5 separate regions of the Mus musculus genome follow, and regions 1, 2, 3 and 4 are each linked to region 5. The links are chromatin contacts, called in public Hi-C and HiChIP or PLAC-seq maps. All regions are on one chromosome and are shown on one strand. Each heading gives the region's core, a stretch centred on a gene start, on an enhancer-like site or on the middle of the called end of the contact. The rest is flanking DNA. Distances are from core to core; before and after follow the strand shown.

Region 1 (2,700 bases), core at 121-2,620, 1.4 Mb after region 5:
GGACTATGTCCTGCATTAAACGGATTCACTGTGAGGCAGGAGAAGTCTTATCCCAGCCAGGAGCACACAGTCATGGGACTGGTCCTGACAGGAACGTAGACCCAGCTATGTACAGATGAACTGATTGATGATGGGGGTGGGGCTAAGAAAGAACAGCTTCTAATATCAGATTTGAATAAGATCCTGGTCTGAACAGCTTTAAGGCATCTGTGTGCACATGATCAACGGGGTCCGTGGTCACAAAACTCTTGCAGAAACGGAGGTAGAATCATTTTGAGCCTGTGGAAGCAGTCTACATCCCTGCAGGCTAGCCTAGCTCCTGAGACATTCTGTCATGGCATCCATCCTCCCTCCAGCATCCAGGACTTCTGCGCGCTAATTGGGTTTAAGGAAAACCTGTAATCCCAGTGTTCTGGCAGCTGGGACAGAAAGACTGAAAGCTTAAGGGCAGCCTGGGCTACAGAGTGAGTGATACATTGTCTCAAAAATAAAATCATAAAATAGCTCAAAATAAAATCAATAGAAGTATTTCTGTTTAAAGTACTGAATATTTAAATACTGACTATAAGAATGGACAGCACTCTTGTCTGAAGCTGTAGTCATCAGATGGCTCCCGGAAAAGCATCAACGACCCCCGAGACTTCTGTGTATACCCTGTGGGCAACTCATTTTTATCAGAATCTTTCTTCTCCTTCCTGTGTTGCCAGAACCTTTTGGACATGGGTTCTGGACCAGGAAAGACTATAGTCAGTAGAAATGCACTTGTTGCACCCTGAAGCTTCTCTGGGTCCATCCAACTCTTGGACCTGGGGACTTCCCAAGACTTTGCCCTAGGCTGCTGGAGAGTCTCATCTGTCTTCTCTGCTTGGCTGTACACTCACTGATGGCTAATGGGAGCAGGCTGTAGCGTGGGAAAGGCGAAGAGGGTTGCTACAGTGTTGCGGAGACTCAACGCTAGGCAGACTCTAGCTACCTTTGACAGCGACAGGCTGTTGAAGAGCAAGCGCTGCCTGCAGAGAGCTGGACTGTGGTTTGCTACTGTGGACACTGACTTCATTTGTTCTTATTTCTTGTTCTCAAGACAGCCTATGAATGCAGACTTGCCTGGAATTTTGAAGTGCATAGATTATTAAGGTAGGGAAGAGAAAATGTGGGTGTTAGAGGGGGACCACACCCAGGCAGCTGCCTAGGATACAGGCTCTGTAGTGTATTCTAGAAGTCCCTGGCAGAGCTCGGCCTCCAACAGAATTCTCCTCTGCCCTGAGACCGCCCATCTTCTCCTTCCAGGTTGTCTCAGCAGAACTCACCGTCTTGGCTGGCCTCTTCAGCCCTGGTTCATCTTCTCATCTGTCAGGGACCCACCTGTGGCTTTAATGTGGGCCTGCCTGAGCCCCACCCTCCTACACCCTGTGGTTATCGGTCCTCCACCCTGATCTTATCATCTGCAGGAAATCAAAACACCATGTGTGTGAGCATAAAATTCTGTCATTTATTTGTGTTGCAGACTTCAGGAAGAGGAGAGAAAGAGAAAAAAAAAAAATCACAGTTCACTTTTCATTAAAAAAAAGGGGAGGGGGGTCACAACGTTTAATTCTTAGTGACCTAAAGTCAGCTAAAGTCAGCTTCACTAACGACCAGGAAATGCCTGACCCTCGGGTCCTCACTGTTGTCATGAACTCCAAACGTTTTAAAAATGGAAATTAAAAAAAAAAAAAGTAATTACCTCTTAGCGTGTTAAAAAGTTAAGTTGAATTGCCCATTACCATGGAGATGGCTTCCTGTTTACCACACTGGTCGCCCAGCTGTTGAAGACCAGCCACCCAGCCAATGAAAAGACAGCTTTTAGCTTCCCTTATTCCATTAGTGCTTCAAATAGTGAGTCAATACAACCTGTAATTTACTAGTCGGTAAAATTTGATAAATTGTGTTTTCATATATATTAGTGGTTTTACGTTTAACAAAGTCCATCATATGGAATTACCACTATGGTTAAAAACATTATTTTATATTTTGAGAGGTAGGGGCTTCCCTGTGCTTAAAATGCCTACCCTGTGCCTTTTAAAATTCTGGTATAGCATTCTGGTACTTCAGACAGCCTCCTGCAATAAGGAATTGTCCTCTTTCCTCTTCACTGGTCAAGAAAGCTGCACTATTACCCAATACTGATACATAATATCCTTTATAACAAAATCAAGACTCTGGCTACCAATCCCCAAAGACCCTAGGATTCTAAAGTACACTATTTTGTGTCTGATAATAAATAAAAATTATTTGAAAATTGAGAAGTTTTTATTTTTCTTCCCGGCCTGCATGTAAAAATATTATCAAGCTACCTAATGAGTCCAAGGAGATGGGACCACAGATTTCAGTAACTAAATCATTTGAAGAAGAGAGGTATGGGGACTTGGGTGGAAGTGCCATGCACCTGGGAATGTGGCGATATTCGATACAAAGTATGGCGATAAAGAAGAGAGTAAAGTGTGTAAGCAGGAGGAAGCCAGCTCCCAGCAGTTTGTTGGAAAGCTTCAAAAGAGCCCTCCTGTGAAACAGTCGGCAGCTAACCACAGCTCTGGGAGGCTTCTCCTCACCTTGGAAGAAGCTCAAAGCTTCCCTAATGAGCCCTCAGGTCTCCACAGTTTCCTGCCCAGACCTTTTGGGTCTGGTCTTTTTGTCCCTTTCCTGCTACCTCCCTGTCCTTCT
Region 2 (2,700 bases), core at 74-2,573, 1.3 Mb after region 5:
ACCAACCTCTGGTGCCTGACTGTCGAGTATGATCTTAAAAATGTCAAGATAGTTTTTTACGTCTGGCAGACTGTGGGTGACTAGTTAAAGCGTTCCTCACAATTGGACATCTCACTGGCTCTCCAGCCAGCAACTCACAAGGAGTCCTCCAGAGTGGAGGCACATAGGTCTTGCTGGTCAGAGGAGGAAGCAATCTTCAGCAGGGTTGAATTTCCAGATGCTCTTAGCACTGGAACATCTTTCTGTTTCCGTGCTGACCTTGTGGGATTATAAAACAGAGGTACTAGCCGGGCGGCGGTGGCACACCAGAGCAAACCTCTTTTTTTCTGCTCGCCGATATTACCTGACATGCCCTCCCACACAGTACCTCCTAAGTCTGCATTTGCAGGTGTCACTGAATGTCTGTGTTTCCATCTATTCCTATGAAAACGTTTGCACGGCCATAAGTTCGAACTGTGATATGATCAAGCATTGCTTCCTCCTCTTTTGAGCCTCCCAGACGCTCGCCTTACATCCTAAGCCCACAAACCCTGCCTCCCTCCAGAAATTTCCATGTGATGTCTCCTGAGTGTGCACTGAAATTGCCACAGGACAGCCAGAGGACATCTGTCTAACTGTCTGCTCATTCCCGCCTGGAGTTCACAGAGGCCCAAACTAGATCAGGCCATTTGTAAGTCAGAATCAAATGTTGCTGAGTTTAACCCAATTACTCTCCACCACAAGAGAAAAATCCAGTTATTGCAGGCACTGGACCTCTATGAGGAAAGCAGGCTCACAGCCAGAGCCTTGTCGACACATGTCCAAGCTGTGAGGAGGGGTGTCAGTGCAGATGACAATGATTGGGACAGGCAAGCCAAGGCTCAGCTACTCAGTGTGCAGTGCTAGAAGCTCTGGCCACAACTGCACGCTGGCACCTCCCCTACAGAAGCTTGAAGAGAAGGTAGGGATAGCAGCTGGAAGGTTCAGAGCTGAAGTATGTATGACACAGCGAGGTGCCACAGCGACTTGATAAAAAAAAATATGAATTATTTACCAAATACTGGGGAGACGAAGACTAAGCAGAGACGACAGCCACTGCCAAGTGAGGAAAAGCAACCGTTTTCAAGAAAACCTTAAGAGGGATTTCTTCCCGTGGTTATCAAGTCTCCGTGACAAATGGGCTAACGGTAAATCTTCTGTTTACGTTTATGTCCTTTAACTGTGAGGGACCTCCGTTCAGGGATGTTCAATGATTCTGTTAGCCAGCCAGTGCTCAGCTCTGTTCTCAACCCCAGGAGACATGAACTCCAGTATGTCATGATAAAGTCAGTGACCATGAAGCTAGAGAGGCCCAGTGGCCTGCTGAGTCACTGTCTGTAGAAGTCAAGCCAAGCTGGCTGCTCACTAAGCCATGCCTCCCAAGGCCTTATTTTCTCAAATTATTTGTCCTGTTATAGGCAGGTCCTTATGTCACCAGAGAGTCATCCTCCCAAACTCTCAGAAGTCCATTGGGTGCACCAGAGCCTGTGTCCACAGGAAATCATGCCCTCCTGTCTTAAATAGCATAATAATTAAGCCGTAAGACGGTAGGCTCGTGTCCCAACTCTGGCATATCCTAATGGTGTGATGATGGTCAATCTCTGAGTCTCTGTGAAATGAGAAAACTATTTCCTCATAGGGGTGCGTTTCAGTGTTGTCAGTACACTTGTGGCACTTTAGATGGTATGTAAGAAAAGTATGAAAACAATATCATTTTGTTCTGAAAGCCAAGCTGTCCATTGGGTCCTGAGAGATGTGTTCCAGGATCCTGCTCCAACATCAAATTCTAAGGTGGGTCTTAAATTACTTATATAAAATGGCACAGTAGTTGCATATAACCTACACACACTCTCCCTAGACTTTAAATAATGTTTGTATTACTTAGAGTGCACAATCAAATGTAAATACTATGGGAATATTAGCTGTCATGTATGTGTATATTGTATGATGAAAAAAGGAAAGAAAAAAGTTCATATTTGTTCAATTACAGATGTGTTTTCCATAGATACTGTCAAAGCCCAGGTAAATCTGCACATGACAGCTACGGCTGACTGTAATGAAAGTATTGAAGCTGACGGACACTTTCTTGTTAAACCCATTTGTGTGCATCTGAGACACCTTTAGAAGCTGGTTGGTGTGTTTATGATACATATAATAGTCAGGCTGAAGATGAGCATCATGTCACAAAAAGCTGGCTAGCATCCTTGGAGAAGGAGACACTAGGGAACCATAGCAACTCATAAATTCCTCCAGGGGTCAAGTGAACTGTTACTTTAATTAATCTTTGCCTCTATACTCAGGAGCACAGACAATGGTGGGGGTGGGGGAGTTGGAGGACTCAGATGATGGGAGGGTGTCCAGGTTTGCTTTCTGTTGCAGTGATAAGCAACATGATCAAAAGCAAGTTGAGGAAGAAAGGGTTTATTTCATTTCATCTTGGACTTCCAGGATGCAATCCACTCTTGAAGAAAATCAGAGCAGGAGCTCAAGCAGGAAGGGGGGCAGAAACCATGAAGGAGCAGTGTGCACTAGCTTGCTCCAAGGCTCGCATTCAGCTACCTTTATTATACAGCGGAGCCTAATCTGCTTAGAGATGCTGCTGCCCACAATGGGGCAGGGTCTTCTTACATCAACTAGCAATCAAGAAGATATTGCATAGACATACTGACAGGAAAATCTGAT
Region 3 (2,700 bases), core at 36-2,535, 1.8 Mb after region 5:
GTGCCATCAGTAAGCACAATGCAATTGTTCACCAGGGTCTTGGTGCAGACCGGCTCGTTATGGGGTGCATGGTAGACAATATTAATAATCTTTGCTTTGTAAGTAAAACACGCATAGCCCTAGGAAAAGTTCCCCAAGTTCCATCTCAGGGCACAGTACTCCTTCTTGCTTTCTGGAACTCAGACTGCATGTATATCCTGAGGGACAGGCCATCCCAGCTCATACTTTCCATTCCTGTGATAGGGCTTTCTCTTACCTTAGTCATGTGGCACTTCTGCCGGCTGCCCTGAGAGATGCCCAGTGCTAGGTGTTGGCTGGAAAGAGTAGTTATATTTTTCAATTTGTTCCTTGTCACAAAACTAGGAACTCTGAGAGAACAAACTATCTGATTTGTTTTTACTGTGGTACCCTTAAGCACAGCACTGTGGATAACAAATATCAGAACCAACAACATTTTCTGGTTAAATTTGTTTTTTGCTTCAAAAATTCTCAGCCAGACTTTTATGCCTGGCTTCCTTGATTTGTCTGATTGTTACAATTCAGATTCTCAGTGGCATAATCCTGTAGATGACATTGAAGGAACAACCCCAGCTATGAAGACTGGGTCATGAATCCATCGCAAGGGCCACTCACAAATAAACTACATTTAGATCATAAAGAGGAAGGAAAAGAAAGAAAGTAACTCCTCCTTGGAACTAAGTCATTCATTGGCAACAGTTCATGGATGTCTGAAAGGTAGACCTTCTTTGATTCTGTGGTGTAGCTGTGTGAGAGAGACCTGTACAATTGACAGAGTAATTGGATTTTGAATCACTTAAAAGCTCCGACCTCTGTCTTGTCCCTCCCACTTCTAAGCCATTTATTTTCTTTGATAGTTCCTGATTATTTCGTGTCCTCTTTTTTTAAATGTATTTTGAGATCTTTGTTTCTATTTCAGAGCACCATAATTTGCACCTGCAAATGAGGAGATAACATGGTGAGAGAGTTCACTGATTTGAGATTAAAATCCCAGGTCTCCCCTCACAATCTGTTAACAAGGAGAGATTACTCATCTGCTCTCAGTCTTGACTGCTTTGTTTGTAAAACTGTAGCAATCCTATTTGTTATATATAACAGTGAAGTAAATGAAATAAAATATGTAGAAAGGTCTCAACACAAAGTGTGGCACTTACTAAAGGCTAAGTGGTTTTTATAATAATGATTTTCTTTTCTTCTGTATCCACTGGTGCATAAAGCCTTTCTGGAAGTCTAAGAAACTACTTCCTGCCCAGTGACCCATGATGCCTGTCTCAACAGATGTCAACTGATAGACAGTTCTCCATGGTACACAGGGTTAGAGCTGAGTTCTTCCCGCCCTCAGTGCTATCCGTTACTGCAATATCACATGTGCAAGTGTGCAAGTGTACAAGTTTGCAAATGTGCAAGTGTGATACACCTCAGCCTACATTTCCAAGCTTTCTTCAAACCACACTCTTCCTGTCCTGCAAACAGCCACCACTTGGCAATTCAAGACTAAAGATAGGCTGCCCTTTTGCTGATCTGACAGCGATATGAACCTTTAGAATGTCCAACAGGGACTTTTATGTTCCCAGGAACGTGGTTAGAGAAACATGGTATAACTGGATACCTTGGAATTCTACCCCTACCCCGTGTGTGTGTGGGTACAGCTGGAAGAGACTGGAGCAAGGGGATCCAAAAGCAGAGTTCAGGCTAGAGCTTAATTTATCTGGGGTCGGTAATGCTTGGTCTCTCTAGGCAGCCAGAGTCCCTTCTGTCTGATACTCTTAGCAATGCCAGTGTTCCTGGGCATAGGGGCTGGCCTCTCCCACCAAGGCCTTGGAAGCGACCAGGAAACCTCATAGCTTCTGCTGAGCATGTCAGAGCTGTTCCAGCATTAACTGATGCAGACTTCCTGTGGTGCCCATTCCTCAAATGTCCACTAGACCCTTCTCATAACTCCTCCCCTTTGATAACATCTCTTTCCCTTAACATTTGCTAGGTGGACACTTAAATAACATGAAGATCAAGTCAAGCATGGGGGACCAGAGAAGAATCTCGGGATTAACAGAAGGAGAAGAGATCCGCTGTAGTCCAGTACCCTTGGATTAAACCCTGAAGATCAGCACCCTCCTCCTTCCCTCAGGATACAGTCTGTGGTCCCTCTGCTTTAAAATCTGCGGCTCTATTCACAGTAGTTGCTCACCTTTTATTGCTGAAAAGCTTGGCCTATGACTACACAAGACTAGGGATGAAGTGGTACCTTGTTGAGAGGATTTTTTTTTTTAAAGAAATAATTCGGCAAGAAAAATAGCCATGAGCATAATTCAATAAGCAAACTCGCGGTGAGGATGAAGCACATGCAGAAGGTCATAAAACTTCCCAGCAAAGGAAATCAATGTCTTTAAGTATGATTTGTCATTTGGAATTTGGAGTCTAAGCCACAGTGCCTTCCCTGGGGTACGAGCATTTAGTGCTAGACAAAGAAGATTAGCTTTCTTTCCTACAGAGCAGAAAGAAGTATGCTTTTCTGGTGAGCCCAGCAAGGAGGTCCCTGGGGATGGCCTCGCTAATTAGATAGTTCAGTTGGACTGGTGCAGTACTCATATAGAAGTATACATAAGGGGCTAGAGAGATGGCTCAGAGGTTAAGAGTTGTGGCTGCTTTTCCAGAGATCCTGAGTTCAATTCCCAGCACCTTATA
Region 4 (2,700 bases), core at 42-2,541, 1.5 Mb after region 5:
TTAGATGTTACACAGAACTTACAAGTCATCGTACTTAATCCCGAAACTCCCAGCTGACTTTATGCCTCTATTTATAATCCCAAATCACGGGGACCTTTACACTGCTATGCAGAGGCAGCTAATGGGCAAGAGAACATTGCTCCCTACAGATTCAAGTCAATATTGATTTACCTCCATGTTAGCTGAGAATGAAAGAAATTGACCTACAACCGCATACTAGGAAAACTATTAATTCTCAATCTTCAAAGTAAAGACTCATAGATTAAAAACCCTAACCACCCTTGGTGTCATTGCCAGGCAGCAATTATCTGCAAATGCCATCGACATCATCAAGAGAGCAGTGTCTTCACCTGCTCAGGTGACCTATGAAGGATGCTCTCTGGATCTTTGTATGCGTTGTCTGGATTCATCACGGCTGCATGCACTTCCGCGTAGGCTCTGCAGACGAGCTCTGTAGACTGCTTTATAATCTGCTCCCTATGGATGAGCAAACACAACCAGAAGATAACAGAAGCCCAGCAACCGCAAGCACACACATCTGGATGATGTCATGCTTCAGCCCCACGCTGCCCAGTTCCTACTAGTGGGCAGTGTTTACTGTTTATTAAAGTCTCCGTCGTCACATGCACCCTCCTGAGCCAGGGGCTGCATTTTACCCAGTGCTTGGCCATGAGGAACAGAACAGTGCCCCACATATAGATGTGCCTGCACTTAGAATGGGCTTACATCTGCTGAAACAAGCTAAAAAAAAAATGAGCGAAGAAAAATACATTTAATCTCCAAAGAGTAGAGTCACGTAAAGGTTCATCTCTTGAAGCAGTTTCTCTTGTGGGGCCTTGTAAGTGAAACCCAAAAGACCAGGCTGTTCTCCAAGACTTACAAGCTCCCCAACACAGCAAAACGTTAGAGAGGACTTTATAAATGAGCCACACTGTAAGTCACAGAGTAATAGAATAACCCCGGAGCTAATTTGCCATGAGAAAAGTGAGTGAACTAAGGGTCGATCATCTTCACGTTCCTACCAACTTCTTATGTCCTTCAAAATGCTGAACATTAAGAAATCGTTTACCCAGTTACAAGTGTCAAAATTTCAAAACTCTTAGTACAGATCAGTAAGGAAGTACACAGAGAAACCATTCTTATTAACCATGCTCTGTAAACTGGTTGTATTTGAAACAGTTATTTAAAGCACTGAGCTAACAAATGAATTGCTTGCTTCTAGAATCAGGGAGCTTGTTACTCAGTACTTAGGATTCTCGTTGCCTAACAACCCGCAGCATTGCCACAAACCTACTGGTCCTAAAAATAGCTTCTCTCCACATTCAGGTTCTGAGATCACTGAGAGTGAGCTTTCCTAGGGTGCAATCCAATGCACACCAGGAGAAAAACTTCAACAATTAAGGGCTATGCAGACAATACAGTTTGCTTTTACTGGGGCTAGGAGTTGAAGCCAGGGTTTGCCCAGACCCTCAGAAAATTCTCTACCATTGAGCCCCGAGGTCCACACAGTTCATGAACACACTCATTCAGCTTGCTAAAGACAACACTGTCTTCTACCTGCAGTGTCTCCAACCCAAAGTCATCTCCTGTAAGTAAGTACTGCTCTTCCCTCTGGCTGCCCTAAGATGCTTCTCTTATGGTAATAAGGTATCATATGACAGTGATCAAGCTTTTGGTGATCTGAGGACACTGGAGTGCCCTGTGCAACTTCTCTGTCCAGGCTTTCTTACTGTTAAGCATGCTGATCCACATCTCGCATGGCATCTGGAGAAACTTCTCGCATTAATAAGCCCTGCCTGGTCCCTCAGGAGGGATGGATGTTGTATTTTAGATAGTGTACTTTCCAGGTCTAAGTGCAGCAGGCTGTAACTTCCTTCCTTCCTTATTCTCTCGGTGTACTGATGCTTTCCTTTAGTGCACAGACACGTTTCCAAGGCTCGCTGTAAATATCTGCTCATGGCACACACATCAGCTGTGGCTCTGTTTCTATTAACTGATCATTTTTCTCTTTTGGGTTCACGTTTCCTGTTCCTAAGCAGTCCTGGGTGTTCCTACAGTTCTGGATGGACTCATGTCTTCATGTACGACGCTCCCAGTCATCCTTCAAAGCAGTGAGTTCTGCTAGGAAGTCAGTGAGCTGAGTTCAAGATTAGCATGGTATTTAGTGTGAGCTCAGGACTCCAACAACCCATCTTTATCCTACTTCCTGGGGTCTCCTGAGCACTGTCCAGGCTATAGTTGCTTTTCTGCAGATAAGTTTCCAGAAGTTATTCTATCATGTTTGCTTTCCTTTACTTAATTAAGAACTTGTTTAGTTTTGTTTATACAGGTTATTTGTTTATACAGATAATGAATATAGTTGCTAGCTCCAAGAAAAACACACCCCACTTCCTTCAAACCAAAATAAAGAAAATAACCCCCACAAAACAAAAACCAATTATTTCACTAAGCCCATGCTTTTACTTTTAATAAATATAAAAAAATTTGAATCTAAAACTAAAATAGCTCTTAAATCATATATACACCTCTGCATGTTCATTTGGAAACACACGCTTCCCTGTTTCTTAAGTTTCTTACAGAATCTATTCTGCTACTGGCAGAGTCCTAAGTCAGGTTACCATGATGCTCAAGGTGATCACTGCGTCTGGCAGCAAAGAGAGTAACATCGTTCTAATTTATCCAAAGGGAAAAGAAAACATC
Region 5 (2,700 bases), core at 41-2,540:
TGTAAATTCAGGCAAAGTGATCAACAGCTTTCTTCCTGGGCTCTTTTCTAGGGATATTTGTATAGCAATCGTTTTTTGCGTGATAAAAAATATTTTTTTCTTCTTGTTCTAGGGGGAGTCTTGTTTGGTCTCCAGGATGAGAAAAGGCACCATCACTCTTCTGGATGAAGCTGGACAGATTCAGAGACCATTTATGAAATACCCGTTTCCTGCAGAGCATTTCCTGTAATGCTACCACTTACATCGGACAGACATCACCTTGGCCTCATGGCATCACTTGGGGAATGGGGTATACTCTGCCTCTCTGAGAAGGTGCCTTTTCTTTCTCACCTAGGAGTTTCATTGACAGTTCATCAACTGGCACTGGAACTTGTTGACTTACAAAGTTAACATGTCAGATCCTTCAGAGTTGACTCCAAAACGTCTCCATGTAACCACTAACATACTGTTCCAGCCTTCTCAGTACTGGGATTATAGGCATGTGGTATTACATTCAGCTTAAGTGGTACTTATTTTTAATTTTAAACCAATGGTAACATTCAGCCAGGCATAGTCTCACACCTGTAACCCTAGTATTCAGGAGACTAAGACAGGATTCCCACAAAAATCAGAGCCAGCCTGGATACACAGTGAGGTTCTAGGCCAGCTTTAGCTACAATATGAAAATCCTGGGGGGGGGGGGCTGGATAGGAAAGAAGGGAATAAGGAGATGGTTCTAAATTTGGATCCCCAGAACCCAAGGCAATGCTGAGCAGGCATGGAAGACCTCCTGTAATTCCTACCTTGGAAGATGGAGACAGAATCCCCAGAGCAAGTTAGCTACCAAGACTAGCTCTATGGAATGAGCTCTGGGTTTGACTGAGAGATCCTGCCTCAAGGAGACCTGGCTGTCCTGGAACTCTATGGAGTTGAAGAGAATCACAGAGATTTAAGACTTGTGTTGCTCAAACCAGCCGAAAACAATTTGTCTCTTTTACAAAACAAACTGAGCGGGTCGTGGTAGTGTACACTTTTCATTGCAGCACCGGGAAGGCAGAGGTAGAGGAGAGTCTCTACGGCCAAGATCAGGTTCAGGAGCTGAGTAGCCTCTCACCCTCCTGCCCACGCCGTTCCGCCCCGCTCCACGGAGGCCCGGAGGAAGCGGTGAGCACAGGGGATGCTCAGAGCCCAACTCCAAGCCCCAACCCCGGCTGCGACCAGGCGGCCACGACGCCACTGCGCCGCCGCCTCTCGCGAGACCACAGCCGGGCCGCGCCTCCTTCCTCTCCGCTGTCTCTCTCTCTCTCCCCGCCCCCGGGGGCTGCGCAGCTTCCTCCAGAGCTCGGGAACCTCGGACGTGGCGAGGCGGTCAGAAGGCTGGAGCGCGGCACATAGAGGTCCCTCGGGCGGACCTTCTGAGCCGCAGTCCAGCCAGGGAGCGCCGACGCATCTTTCCAGGTACACCGCACCGACTGGCGGAGGCCTACTGCGCGTGCGCCGGGGCCTTAGCGGGGCGCCACACCTGGGTGGGCAGGGGCTGCTCGCGCACGCGCGCCGCGGTGCCCGCGGGCTGTGGGGAGTTGGGCGTCGTTTGTCACTGCTAGGGAGCGCTGTCGCTGGCGTGGCGTCATTCCCGCGGCTTCTGTGCTCCGGCTCAGCTCGGGGCGGGGCGGGAGGATGACTTCGGAGATGGAGTCGTCGCTGGAGGTCAGCTTCTCGTCCAGCTGTGCGGTGTCAGGGGCGTCTGGGTGTTTGCCTCCCGCCCGCTCCCGCATCTTCAAGATCATAGTGATCGGCGACTCGAACGTGGGCAAGACGTGCCTGACTTACCGCTTCTGCGCCGGCCGCTTCCCCGACCGCACCGAGGCCACGATCGGGGTGGACTTCCGAGAGCGAGCCGTGGATATTGATGGAGAGCGCATCAAGGTGAGCCGGTGGGGCGGGGACGCTGTCTCAGCGGAGTGCCGCTCCTTCTTGGCAGGTGTCGGGACCTCACCCTGGGTCTGGGCAGGAGTGTGCGGTGCGCCCCATGGCGTGGGAAAGTGTGTTTGTATCTATCAAACTTCTGAGGCATTGTTCCTCCACCTCTAATGTACATCAGGTTTACCTGGGACTTCTTGTTTTTCAAAAAAGCACGTTCTGATTTGATAAGCTCCCCTATAACGCACATGCAATGAGTCTGTGGACCGACCACACTTTGAGTGACAGAGGTGTAGGGGGCGGTCACCCCCCCACTCCCACCCCCATTGCTTGAGTGAGAGTTTTGGGCTGGGAATCTGGGTGGTGGTGGTGGTGGGGTATAACCGGAAGAAACTCAGAAATTTTTCAAGCATAGAAAATTCCGTTATAAGTCGGGCCTGGGGGAACACTTCTTAAATCTCAGCACTCTCACAGAGACCAGGATCTCTGTGTTTGAGATCAGCGTGGTCTAATTAGTTCCAGGATAGACAGGGCTCTCCTGGATAGACAGAATACACAGAGAAACCCTGTCTCAACCAAACAAACCTCAAACACCCCAATTTAACAACAACAACAACAACAACAACAACAAAACCTCCGTTATATCTAGGAATTCTTTTGAGCATTGCACAGATGCTAAGTATTGTGGGAGTAAAACCTGTTGCCTTTGAGGCGTTTTCTGTATGATAACCAATTTATCTAGGGGGAAAAAAATCTGTTTTCTCATTGAGGCATTTATATGTGATGGTTCTTAGGTGGTTT

Evidence for each region. Hi-C and Micro-C count contacts between places; a contact is called where the count stands out from the background. HiChIP or PLAC-seq counts read pairs in DNA pulled down with a chosen protein or histone mark.
Region 1: a contact with region 5 is called in an H3K4me3 HiChIP or PLAC-seq map of pro-B cells, with 6 times the contacts expected there. The contact joins the enhancer-like site here to the promoter of Rab33b in region 5. A contact is called at or near these places in 10 of 39 promoter capture datasets (the 3T3-L1 cell line, 3T3-L1-derived adipocytes, the C10 cell line and 6 more) and 3 of 115 datasets of contacts at active chromatin or transcription factors (large pre-B cells, pro-B cells and stem cell-derived neural progenitor cells).
Region 2: a Hi-C map of muscle stem cells shows a contact between it and region 5, with 4 times the contacts expected there. The contact joins the enhancer-like site here to the promoter of Rab33b in region 5. A contact is called at or near these places in 5 of 39 promoter capture datasets (frontonasal cranial neural crest, hippocampal neurons, liver and 1 more), 1 of 484 Hi-C or Micro-C datasets (muscle stem cells) and 2 of 115 datasets of contacts at active chromatin or transcription factors (embryonic hindbrain and large pre-B cells).
Region 3: a contact with region 5 is called in an H3K4me3 HiChIP or PLAC-seq map of pro-B cells, with 4 times the contacts expected there. The contact joins the enhancer-like site here to the promoter of Rab33b in region 5. A contact is called at or near these places in 3 of 39 promoter capture datasets (the 3T3-L1 cell line, cranial neural crest and pre-B cells) and 2 of 115 datasets of contacts at active chromatin or transcription factors (large pre-B cells and pro-B cells).
Region 4: a contact with region 5 is called in an H3K27ac HiChIP or PLAC-seq map of the NIH/3T3 cell line, with 5 times the contacts expected there. The contact joins the enhancer-like site here to the promoter of Rab33b in region 5. A contact is called at or near these places in 11 of 39 promoter capture datasets (the 3T3-L1 cell line, the C10 cell line, the HPC-7 cell line and 7 more), 1 of 15 datasets of contacts at CTCF or cohesin (large pre-B cells), 5 of 484 Hi-C or Micro-C datasets (B cells, cerebellum, cerebral cortex and 2 more) and 11 of 115 datasets of contacts at active chromatin or transcription factors (the NIH/3T3 cell line, astrocytes, differentiating embryonic stem cells and 8 more).

Annotation. Positions count from the first base shown.
Region 1 is chr3:52,838,996-52,841,695 of GRCm38.p6, forward strand. No RefSeq gene overlaps it. Among named protein-coding and RNA genes, the nearest start is that of Gm30292, 43 kb to the left of the region's middle. Within about 2 kb of position 1,371, at least 56 of the 459 cell types and tissues checked have an H3K27ac peak or open chromatin away from gene starts, as enhancers often do. A contact at or near this core is called in pro-B cells, where this site is marked.
Region 2 is chr3:52,763,033-52,765,732 of GRCm38.p6, forward strand. All of the region lies in intron 1 of Gm2447 (predicted gene 2447), which reads left to right. Among named protein-coding and RNA genes, the nearest start is that of Gm2447, 25 kb to the left of the region's middle. Within about 2 kb of position 1,324, at least 20 of the 459 cell types and tissues checked have an H3K27ac peak or open chromatin away from gene starts, as enhancers often do. A contact at or near this core is called in muscle stem cells, where this site is marked.
Region 3 is chr3:53,276,901-53,279,600 of GRCm38.p6, forward strand. No RefSeq gene overlaps it. Among named protein-coding and RNA genes, the nearest start is that of Gm40048, 120 kb to the right of the region's middle. Within about 2 kb of position 1,286, at least 14 of the 459 cell types and tissues checked have an H3K27ac peak or open chromatin away from gene starts, as enhancers often do. A contact at or near this core is called in pre-B cells and pro-B cells, where this site is marked.
Region 4 is chr3:52,982,715-52,985,414 of GRCm38.p6, forward strand. Cog6 (component of oligomeric golgi complex 6) reads right to left here. Exons shown (of 19, transcript NM_026225.3): 19 at 1-477. The coding sequence ends at 330. Among named protein-coding and RNA genes, the nearest start is that of Gm30402, 26 kb to the left of the region's middle. Within about 2 kb of position 1,292, at least 70 of the 459 cell types and tissues checked have an H3K27ac peak or open chromatin away from gene starts, as enhancers often do. A contact at or near this core is called in the NIH/3T3 cell line, astrocytes, cortical neurons and 2 more, where this site is marked.
Region 5 is chr3:51,482,676-51,485,375 of GRCm38.p6, forward strand. It overlaps Rab33b (RAB33B, member RAS oncogene family), which reads left to right and starts at 1,291. Exons shown (of 2, transcript NM_016858.2): 1 at 1,291-1,905. The coding sequence starts at 1,657.